Linked DNA regions of Mus musculus: regions 2, 3 and 4 are each linked to region 1. The links are chromatin contacts, called in public HiChIP or PLAC-seq and promoter capture Hi-C maps. All regions are on one chromosome and are shown on one strand. The core of a region is the stretch at or near the end of the contact, and the rest is flanking DNA. Distances in the headings are between cores, read along the strand shown. Region 1 overlaps Gadl1 (glutamate decarboxylase-like 1). Region 2 holds the start of Cmtm7 (CKLF-like MARVEL transmembrane domain containing 7). Region 3 holds the start of Gpd1l (glycerol-3-phosphate dehydrogenase 1-like). Region 4 holds the start of Osbpl10 (oxysterol binding protein-like 10).

The links. Promoter capture Hi-C pulls out the DNA fragments that hold promoters and counts their contacts. HiChIP or PLAC-seq counts read pairs in DNA pulled down with a chosen protein or histone mark.
Region 2: a contact with region 1 is called in a promoter capture Hi-C map of second pharyngeal arch cranial neural crest, with 5 times the contacts expected there. The contact joins the promoter of Cmtm7 here to the enhancer-like site in region 1. A contact is called at or near these places in 5 of 39 promoter capture datasets (the 3T3-L1 cell line, cranial neural crest, hippocampal neurons and 1 more), 1 of 15 datasets of contacts at CTCF or cohesin (pro-B cells), 13 of 484 Hi-C or Micro-C datasets (cerebellar granule neurons, cerebellum, cerebral cortex and 5 more) and 3 of 115 datasets of contacts at active chromatin or transcription factors (astrocytes, embryonic forebrain and embryonic limb bud).
Region 3: a contact with region 1 is called in a promoter capture Hi-C map of cranial neural crest. The contact joins the promoter of Gpd1l here to the enhancer-like site in region 1. A contact is called at or near these places in 3 of 39 promoter capture datasets (cranial neural crest, hippocampal neurons and pre-B cells), 4 of 115 datasets of contacts at active chromatin or transcription factors (astrocytes, embryonic forebrain, embryonic hindbrain and 1 more) and 1 of 9 other capture datasets (liver).
Region 4: an H3K4me3 HiChIP or PLAC-seq map of embryonic forebrain shows a contact between it and region 1, with 10 times the contacts expected there. The contact joins the promoter of Osbpl10 here to the enhancer-like site in region 1. A contact is called at or near these places in 5 of 39 promoter capture datasets (the C10 cell line, cranial neural crest, hippocampal neurons and 1 more), 1 of 115 datasets of contacts at active chromatin or transcription factors (embryonic forebrain) and 2 of 9 other capture datasets (adipose tissue and embryonic stem cells).

Annotation. Positions count from the first base shown.
Region 1 is chr9:116,031,634-116,034,151 of GRCm38.p6, reverse strand. The region is part of intron 14 of Gadl1 (glutamate decarboxylase-like 1); the gene reads right to left. Among named protein-coding and RNA genes, the nearest start is that of Gm31014, 22 kb to the left of the region's middle. Within about 2 kb of position 1,256, at least 12 of the 459 cell types and tissues checked have an H3K27ac peak or open chromatin away from gene starts, as enhancers often do. A contact at or near this core is called in second pharyngeal arch cranial neural crest, where this site is marked.
Region 2 is chr9:114,780,733-114,783,250 of GRCm38.p6, reverse strand. Cmtm7 (CKLF-like MARVEL transmembrane domain containing 7) reads left to right here and starts at 1,258. Exons shown (of 5, transcript NM_133978.2): 1 at 1,258-1,583. The coding sequence starts at 1,449. Gm9888 (a long non-coding RNA gene) reads right to left here. Exons shown (of 3, transcript XR_003948087.1): 3 at 1,579-1,953.
Region 3 is chr9:114,932,729-114,935,246 of GRCm38.p6, reverse strand. Gpd1l (glycerol-3-phosphate dehydrogenase 1-like) reads left to right here and starts at 1,260. Exons shown (of 8, transcript NM_175380.5): 1 at 1,260-1,576. The coding sequence starts at 1,530.
Region 4 is chr9:114,977,225-114,979,742 of GRCm38.p6, reverse strand. Osbpl10 (oxysterol binding protein-like 10) reads right to left here and starts at 1,258. Exons shown (of 12, transcript NM_148958.3): 1 at 779-1,258. The coding sequence starts at 1,065.

The DNA.
Region 1 (2,518 bases), core at 7-2,506:
TCCAGGAAGCCGTCTACTTATCTTAATCTCTGTCTGCGCCATGGCACTGAATCAAAGAAACACAAATGTGACATTCTATGTAAATTCTCTTAACAACCAAAAAATGATTTTTTCAGGCCTGTGACCATCTTTCTCAACTTGGAAGTGGTTTCTCTTCAGGCTCCGCTCAACAACCTCCGTCTCCATCAATCAAGGTGAAAAATCCTCTTCTAATCCTCACTCAGACTCACAAAACATTGTTCCTTTTTCCCTCGCAGCTCAGGTACCATCTGCTGGGTAGCCTCACAGTTCTTACCTACTTACATCCTGAGACATAACACCAGCCAGATCTCAAGGCCTGACGACTTTGTTGCAGTGAAAGTGACTGTATGGCAAAGCCAGGACACTGGTGCCACGTGACTCCCAAAAATCACCCTCTTTCTGTCCAAATTGGGGACAGGCGATGATTTGAGAGAGGGAGGGACTCTTTGGCTCACCAGAGGTCGCAGCAGCAGGCTTCTCACATGGCACCCACACTCAGAAGATAGAGATACAGAAGCTAGGGCTCTGCCCACTTTTCCCTTTGCATTCAGTGTGGACCCCTTATCCAGAGAGTGGTGCTGTTCATATTTAGGGCAGATCTTCCATCTGCGGGTAGAACTTTCTGGAAATACCCTCACAGACACACCCAAAGATATATTCCACCAATGCCTTAGGTGTTCTTTAATCTAATCAACTTAGAATTAAAGTTACCCACCACTCTCCTTGGTCTCAGGTTTGACAGGAGATAGCATTATGTTGGCATATATAGTGTGTTACAGTACAGGGGCATAAATGTGTCATGGATAAAGAGAGATGACCAAGGGAGAGGTCACACCATCAGGTACGGCCACACTGGTCTGTAACTCTCAGGCAATGGAAAGCTTTCTCCCTCTAAATTTGCTTATGGAAAAAAAAACAAAAAACAAAAACAAGCCAAGCTCTGTGGGCTATGCTCACATCCATCACTGCCCCTTTATAGCCTGGGGCTTGCCCGTTCTCTTGACTCTCATGGTCTTCACACTCAGAGCTTTCTTGCGATCTATTTCTTTCTTAGTTCTTCCCTCCCTGGCATCTCTCTGCTGCTTAAGGCTCCACGCCAGGGTTGCACGATGAAGCAGAGGTCTGCCCTCTCTGCTTTTGCTGCAAGCAGAGCTTATCTTCCTCACTCCTGGTGGCCTTTTAACCTGCTCTATCCCTGCATATGAACTTGTCAAGGGCGTAGACCAAGTTCTTTTGATATTTGTCTCTCTAGTGCTTAACCCATCCAGCCCGCAGTAAATGTTTACAGCTGCCTGCCTGGTAAGTCCTTTTCTTTTCCTTCAAAGGGCAAGTTGAAGGGCTATCAACTGTCAAAAGCTGTTTAAATAATTAGTGTTTTCTCCAGTGAGAGGGGGAAAGGGATTGCAAGCCAGGGAGAGCTTTTTTGAACTTGGATGGAGTCTTCTTTGCTTGCCTCATGAGGAAAGATACAGAGAGAGGGAGTTGTCTAGCTGTAAAGGTACCAACACACGAATTCCTAAATGTGTGCATCACATGGCTGAAATTCCCAAGTATAATTTCAATACGCAGTGGGGATAAGGGATAAGGAATGTTGACTAAGGAGGCTGCACAGTCCTTGGAAAGCTGGAGGAGAGGCAGGATTTTGTCTGGAAAAACAAAGTGAGGGTTGCCGGGCTCCTTTTGTGCACTGTCAGCTCTCCATGGCTTCATGTGAAACCTTTGTTTGTTTACATTGCCTGGGCTGGGACTCAGGGCTTTGAAACCACAGGGGAATGTCAGGCAAGTCCTTTACCATTGAGAGACCTCAAGCCCTATGAACATGCTTTCAAGCACATTTTTTTTTTTCAGTTGAAAATCCAGGCTCAGCATCCTCTATTTTTTTTTTTCCTCCAAGACTCTTGGGTGCATGGTGCAGGCTGTTTTGGTAAAGAGAATGGGATGTTGCTGACTGGGTATTGGCACAGGCTAGGCAAGGAGTTAGATGTGATGTCACTGAGGAATACGGCAGTTGGATATTAGCAGTGGTGTCTCTGGATGGTCAGCATGCTCCCTTGTGGTTAAGAATCCTTGAAACTTCAGGTAGCTTGTTCACTCCATAGCCTACACATTATTGCTTGCCACATGGCTCTGACATGACCTGCTTTTGTGGGCTTTTCTAGAGGATCATGGGAAGAAATACTATACAAGAGAGATCGATCCGGCCCACCACAATGTTAAAGAATCTTAGGGTTCCTGTTGCTGTGTGGAGACACCACAACTACAGCAACTGTTACAAACGACAACAGTTAATTGGGCCTGGCTTACTGGCTCTGAGGTTCAGTCCATTATCATCATGACAGGAAGCATGGCGGTTTGTAGACAGACATGGTCCTGAAGACATAGCTGAAAGTTCTATATCCCAATCAGCAGGCAGCAGAGAGAGAGAGTAAGTCACTGGGCCTGGCTTGAGTTTCTGAAACCCTCAAAGTCTACCCCTAGTGACACACTTCCACATCTT
Region 2 (2,518 bases), core at 9-2,508, 1.3 Mb after region 1:
AGATGTGGGCAGAACACCCATACACATAAAATAAATTCACTAAGTTAAAAAAAAAATCAAAGAATCTATTTAAAAAAAAAAGTCTTAGGCAGTAGTGGCACACGCTTTTAACCCCAGTACTGGGGAGGCAGAGGCAGACAGATCTCTGAGTTTGAGGCCAGCCTGGATTCCAGAGTGAGTTCCAGGACAGCCAGTAATATACAGAGAAACCCTGCGTGTGGGCAGGGAGCATAAATTAGGACTAACCTGGTGTTGTTTGACTTCTAACACTGAGACAAACAAACTTCTATTCACCCCAGGTCCAATAACAGACCAGGAAAAGAAAAGTAAACATTCCATCATGAGACAAAAGAATCTCTCCTCTTTTCTTAGGCTGCTTTTATCAGACATTTTCTATGTCCTGAGATAGACGAATCTCTCTTCACCGAAGAGTAAGGTAGACAGAGTGACAGAGCAGGACACTAGACATCCTCCACTGGCCTCTGTATACACACACACACACACACACACACACACACACACACATACATACTTAAAAAGATGTACTGCGATGCTGAGAGTGGTGTCCTGATTAGCTTTAACTGTCGACTTTGACAGTGCCTAGAGTCACCTCGGTTGGGTATGGTATCATTCCAGCACCCGGGAAGCAGAGGCAAGGAGAATACCTGCGAGTTTGAGGCTAGCTGGGTTTATACAGGAGTTCCAGGTTAGCCAGTGGTACACACTGAGAGCCTGGCTTGTTTGTTTGTTTTGTTTGTTTTTGAGGCAGGATCTCTCTGTGTAGTCCTGGCTGTCCTGGGGCTCACTATGTAGACTAGGTTGACCTCGAACTCACAGAGATCCTCCTGCCTCTGCCTTCCTAGTGCTGGAATTAAAAATAAGTGCTACCCAACTCTGGCAAGAGAGAGTATGTTTTTAGAAAGAAAGAAAAAAAGGCAAAAATAACAACAACAAAAAAAAATAATAAGAAAGAAAGCAGAATGGTGGGAGGGTGGGGGAGGAAGGTCCTGAGGCGATGGACCTGTTTTTATTGCTGTAGGTGATGGTGGCACAGGTGCGTGCCCCGTGCACACACACAGAAGCAGAAATGAACAGCGCAGCACGGTATGCTCAGGGCATTTCCCCCTACTCGTGTCAGTACCTAGTAGCAGCCGCACCCACACAAAAAATCCCTGGAGGCTCATCACCAGCTGTGACCTGGGCGGTGCGCTCCTGGGAGAGGCCAGGGCCCCAGGCGTCCGGTTTCCTGCCCACGCCAGTCCAACTTCCGCGTGTCTAGAGGGCAGGGGCTTGCGGGGCATCTGCTCCCGAGTCCTCTCCGGGTCCGGCCGCAGCTGGGAAGAGGGAGCCGTGCGCCCCGCCCCTGAGGCTCCGCCCCGTCCCGTCCCAGCTTCACCGGCCAGAGGTCCCCGGGCCTCGGAGGCGGCCAGCCCGGGCTGGGTCGCGCGATGTCTCATGGATCGGGGCTCGTCCGGACCACGTGCAGCAGCGGCGGCGCGCTGGGGCCAGGCCAGCCCTCGGAGGGACTGCTGGACCGGGTGTACCCGCTCACCCACGGCGCCCTGTTCAAAGTGGCGCAGATGGTAAGAAGAGTGGAGTGGAACCTGGGGACCCGTACACGGGGCTGCACCTGGCCCGGACCTTGGGAGCACCGCGCGCCCCTTTGATGCCCCAGTGTCCCCCTAGAAAGTTCCGGGAACAGCCGACAGGATCCCTGGCCCCCTCACTTCTCCAGCTGCCTCCCTACCGGGCCCAGCTCACTTCCCCACCGAAACCCGGGGTGCGAGTTCCTCCTCGTCTTCCTTCCTCTTCTCCAGGCCGCACGTCTCGCACCCGGGCTGGGGGAGGGAGAGTCTCCTGCTATCCCCTGCCATCTCCAGGCCGCGCACGGGCTCCCGCCCGAGAGGGTAGAGCTCGGCGACAAGAGGGCTCGGCTTGACTTTCGAATCTCTGCTGGGGATCGGGAGAAGCGCCGCCTTTCAGACCATCGCCAGGTCCCCTGCGCCCTGTCAGCCTTCCGAGGCGCCTCAGAAGGCAGAACTAGTTAACTAGGTTAACTAGGCAGGCTTGTGGCTAGGGGGCTTCTGGTGCTCGCTTGGAGCCAGGCAGGGCAAGGCGAGCAGCCGGCTGTTACTGTGACCAGAGCTGCACAAAAGCTTCTGGCCCGACCAGAAGTTTACCAGGCCTGATCCTGTTCGCTCTCTACCCACCCTTCTTTTTTCCCTCCCGTTTTTGTTTTTCAACCTCTGTGCAAATGTCTCGTCTACAATACCTTTTCTGTTTGTGTGGTGTGTTTTGAAACTGGGCTGGGCCGTTTGAATTCCCTACTTATCATGGGTGGAGAGGGGAGTGGTGGTTTGTAGAAAGCTGCGGAGAGATGTAGGGACCCCAGTGCAAGGTCACAGACCCGGAAGCTGGGACCTGCCAGCGAAGCTGGAGCAGCCTCCCCCCTCCCCGACCCCCCCCCCCCGGGGCTGGTACAGGGCCAGAGCTTTGTGCCTTCCATAACCGTTATTTT
Region 3 (2,518 bases), core at 11-2,510, 1.1 Mb after region 1:
ACCTATTCTATTTTTAAATTAAATTTATTTTAAACCAGACATTAATTTAATGAATTTAATTTAATCCAGATAGTTGCCTTTAATCCCAGCATTTGGGAGGGAGAGGCAGACAGACCTCTTGTGAGTTTGAGGCCACCCTGGTCTTTAGCATGTTTTAGACCATCCAGGGCTACACTGTGAGACTCTGTCTCAACAAATGAATTAATTAAAATAAGTTTGTTTACTATTGTGAGGCTGTGCGATTCTCTCCTTCCTCCGTGGGCCCTGGAGATCTGACTTCCATTAGGGTTACACCTTTCCTTGCTAAGTGAGCTAGCACTCTCCATTCTTGCTTTTGCTTTGTGATAGGGGCTCACGTGACCCAGGTTAGCCTCAAACTCACTGTCTAGTTAAGGATGACATTGAACTGCCGATCGTCCTGTCTCTACCTCCCTGAAGCTGAGATTACAACACATTCCACCATCTCTGTTTTTCGCGGCCGCGGCGTGCCCAATTGCAGTACAGCAGTTTGGATGGCTTTTTTGTGAAGCTCTGGCAGGGAGAGAAAAGGGGCATGCCCTTTGGGTAACCGTATGAGGGGGACAGTTCAAGTTTCTGCTTTGATCCTGTGTAGACAAGTTTTCCATCCTGAAATGCAAGGGTACTTGTTTGCGACAAGGTGGCCTCCCATTTTTATTTGGCCAAGGATAACCTGGGACTCCAGATTCTCCCTCCGTCTCCCACGTGCTGTGATTACAGGCCAGAGCCACCAGGCGCTAGTGTTTGAACTTCCTGTGTTCAATCTAGTTCTCTACCAACTGAACTACGACGCCACCCTTGTAGAGTAGATACTCCCAGATCAATGGCAGAAGACTTAAAGCTCCAGGCTCGCTAGGAAATTCAGGGGTGCCTGGACTTGTCCCGTTTATACGAATTTGACAGCCGTTGTTAAAGCAGGCGCAGGCTCCAAATCTGGGTGAATTCATAGTCAACTACTTAGGCTGTCTAGGCTCCACCCTTAAGTGATAGTTGTCCCTGCGCAAATTGCGATTAGGTGACACTTGTATAAGTTGGGTCGGGCTTGCTCTGTCCAGGATAGTGACACTCAGCAGCAGGAGCTCAGAGCTCCAGTCTGCGCAATAACATTGGCCTGCACGTGGCCCGCCTGGAACTGAAAGGGAGCCCGCAGGGAGGTGGACTACACATCCCAACATTCCTAGGGCAGGGGTGGGGCGACACCGGAGGCTGACCCGGCCACCCACCCGGACCAGGCGTGCGCAGTGGTTCCTGGGAGTGGTGGGGCGGGTCCTCCGGGCTGTCAGCTGTGGCCCTAGGCGCCTAGGCAGGGTGGCGGTGGCCATTGGCGGACAGGAGGGCGGGGCGGGGTCGCCCGGAGCGCCTATACTAGGCCGTTCCTGTGGAGGTGAGCAGCCGGCCTGGGAGGCACAGTGTGTGTTGCAGCGATCCGACTTGCAGCAGCGATCCGACTTGCAGCAGCGATCCGGCTTGGCCCTGAGAGGAAGGCTGTGCAGCAGCGATCCGGCTTGGCCATGGCAGCGGCGCCTCTGAAAGTGTGCATCGTGGGCTCGGGGAACTGGTGAGCAGAGGCGGGTGGGCGGCGCGGTCTCCGCCTCCAGGAAGCCCCGGTTCCGGGCCGGCCAGGGTTGCTCTCCCGCTGCTTCAGCGTGGACACCAGGGCATCGCGGGTAGGCAGAGAGGCGGGCCTGCGACCGCCTGTCCCGGTTGGACACTGCACGGACAGAGGCCACGCCGAGGAACCAGAGCGCGAGGTGCGGGGCCAAGGTGGCCCGGGTGGTAGCGCGCACCGCGCCCGCGGGCACCTGTTTGCGCACTGGTAACCCTGCGGTTAGGGCCACCTGCTCGCCACGCCCGGGTACTTGGCAAAACAACCCAAGGGCGTTCTCTATTCTCCCCTGCCGATCACCCCCGTGGAGGAATTTGCAGAGGCTCAGTTGTCCTTACTGCAGTTTTGGGATTGGGGAAACGGAGGCACAGAGCGTGAGAAGGGTCCTTGCTACCTGGGACAGTGCTGGCTTCAAGAGACAGTTCTCATTTCCTCTGGCGAGTGGTTCCCAATCATGTTAACGTGGTATCCGAGAAGAGAAAACAAGCCCCCAACCGGGACGTGAGGGTCCCAGGGAAAGGTGTTTGCAGAGCTTCGCGTCACCACTGGGCTGTATTTTCTGACTTAACTTGTAAAGTGCTTGGTGCTTAGAGGGCTTTGAAGCTCCTCCAGTAGTTTGCATACCTTGGTGGCCCTTAACGCAGGAGAAGTTGGGGGTCTCCGTGAGAAGGAGGCAGAGTATGGTGCGTTCCAGACTTTTCCCGCGGCCCAGGGGTGGAACAGTTGAAGGCCATTCTCGTGGCTTCTGTCCCCTTCTGTTTTCCTGTGGTCTGACGCACACCACAGTTCAGGCTGCTAGAAGCGGTACTGTTCTGGAGTCGTCGGAGCCACCTGACTGGTCTTTGAAAACTTGGCTCTGAAAGGACTTTTGGAGGAAACCTTAGCTGGCTGGAC
Region 4 (2,518 bases), core at 9-2,508, 1.1 Mb after region 1:
CCTTCCATACAACAGAAGTCCACACCTCATCACCCCATGTATGCTGAGAACTCCACTCTCTGACATCCCGATCCTTCCAGAAGTCTGTCCATCACTAGACTTGCCAACTTCTTTTTTGGGGCAAGTTCTCCCGATGTGGCTCCGACTAGCCTGGAATTCACTATGTAGCCCAGGCTAGCCCCAAACTCAAGTCCACTGGCCTCATGTCTCTTAAGTGCCTAGCATTACAAGCATCTGCCACCACGCCCAATTCAAGGCTTGGCAACTTTGAGAGGGAAGCAAAGAAACTTCACATGCACCTGAACGGGGAATAATAACAAACTGCGCTGTTAAGCCACCCACTAGGGAAGGGATATGCACACCCTGGGAGCGGGACACTCCAAAGATGACAAGTGACAGGTTCCTTGTTGTATTTCAAACATCGTACTTTAACAGGAACTACGGAGTGGGGAGAACTGTGCTGGACAACGAGTGCCGAATGCTTTCTGCGCCCGGCACCGAGCATTCCCTCTCTGCGGGTCCCTCTCAACCCTTCTTCTTGGGTGTGAGAGACCCTCAGCAGGTAGGACACCGGAACTACCTAGGGCGCACCCGACGCCACTCCAGATTCTGCCAGCTTTCAGCACCCAAGGAAAACCAGGGTTCCTGCCTCCCTCCCGCTGCTGCGGCGCCCGCCAGGGTGCAGGAAGGACGAGGTGTCCAGGCAGTCCCCAGCCGCGGGTGGCGCCACGTTCCACACCCGGGGAGCGCGCGGGGGCGCGAGCGGCGGACTCCTTACCTGCTTTGCCAGCCCTGGAGGAGGTTGGTGTATTTGCTGAGCACGCCCTCGAGCGCCGGCTCCCTCCTTCGGCCGCCTCCTCCGGACGGGCTAGCCGCCACCGAGCCGGGACTGCTGCGGCTGCCCCCGCCGCCCAGTCCCGCGGCCCCAGAGCGGCTGGCCACCCCTCGGCCAGCCAGGGAGCAGGAGGGCGAGGAGCCCGCCGAAGTGGCGCGGCTGCTGCTCCGGCTGCTGCTATTGCTGCCCCCGCCACCGCCGCCGTCTGTGCTCTGGGCCGCCCTCTCCATGATCGCTGCGCGCCCGGGGAGCCGGTGGCCGCCGCGGTGGCAGCCCCGCCGCCGCCTCCTCCTCCTCCTCCGCCGCCGCCGCCGCCGCCGCCGCTGCCGCTACAGCTCCGGGCTCCCGGGCCGCGCGTGGCTGCTCTGATTCCCCGGGAAATGCCTGACTCATACAGGAGGAAGAAGAGGAGGAGGGAAAGAGGGCTGGGAAGGAAGCCAGCCGGGCTAGCTGCAGCTGCGGCCGCCCCTCCTCCCGCCTCGACCAGGGCCCGGCCCCGCCCTCCAGCCACTTCTCGGGCAAGTTCGGGGCTCCAGGTCCCTCCTCCTCCTCCAGCTCCTCGAACCTTGCAGTCGCTCGGAGCCCGGGCTAAGGATGCTCCTGGGGCGGGCCTGGCAGACAGAGTGGGCACGCCCTACATCGGCCCCCTTCACCCTAGCCTTTTGTTGCCCCCTCACTTGGATCCTGACCGGGGAAATCTCCGCACGCCCTTCTCCCCACCCCCAACCCACCTCGAGACCTGGAGGGAGGGACGGTCCTACCCACCCGGTACACCCGGATATGGACCCGCCCGGTCCCTGACACCAGCACGCTCCCTCTCGGTGTGTCGGCGCACAGGAGCCTGGGCCAAGCACGTACACGGTCACCTGAAAATTAGCCTCACTGAGGGAGCCTAGAAACAGGGCAGCAAGGCCCTCGGGGCTCTCCCATGGGTTTGAAAGCGGAAAGGAAGGGGCAGCAGGTGACTCTCCCAGGTGAGCAGGCTGTCAGCTGGGGCCGGTTCCACAAGTCAGAGATCGGATGGATGCACAGCGAATACCAGGCTAGGACTAGGTGCCTTCCAGTGAGCGTTCTCCTGACCTCACACGCTCACTTCACCCTGATCCCAGGGGTGATGGGCACAGACAAACAAGAGTGAGGAGTCACTGCGCTGGATACTGCACACCCGAGAGCCAGAGGGGCCCAAACCAGAGGGCAAATGAGAAGACTCACATACACACACTTCACTGTCCGCCAAGAAACTTCTTTTGCCCACCCACACGCTGGGTTCTTCTCAATCTGTCTTGCTCTTTAGCAAAGGCAGAGAGATATCGGGCTCTCTCCAGCCCACTAGTTATCGTTGTGGATATAAATATTCAATGCAATCTGGTTGTTTCTAAAATTAGAACTCTGAGAAGCTGGGACCTCTCCTTACACACACACATACACACACGATAGATGGATAGATGATAGATAGATAGATAGATAGATAGATAGATAGATAGATAGATAGATTTTTTTTTAATTGCTAGGTAGAGTCCATTCTCACAAGCACAGCCCCCAAGTCCTTTCAGCTTCACACCTGTCTGAAAGTTTTCAGAGGGTTCAGCTCTGGAGACGCCCATGCAGATGCTTCAGAGGTGATGGTAAGAGATGGCCACCACGTAAATAGGAATTCCAGGTGTCCACATATTATGAAAAAGT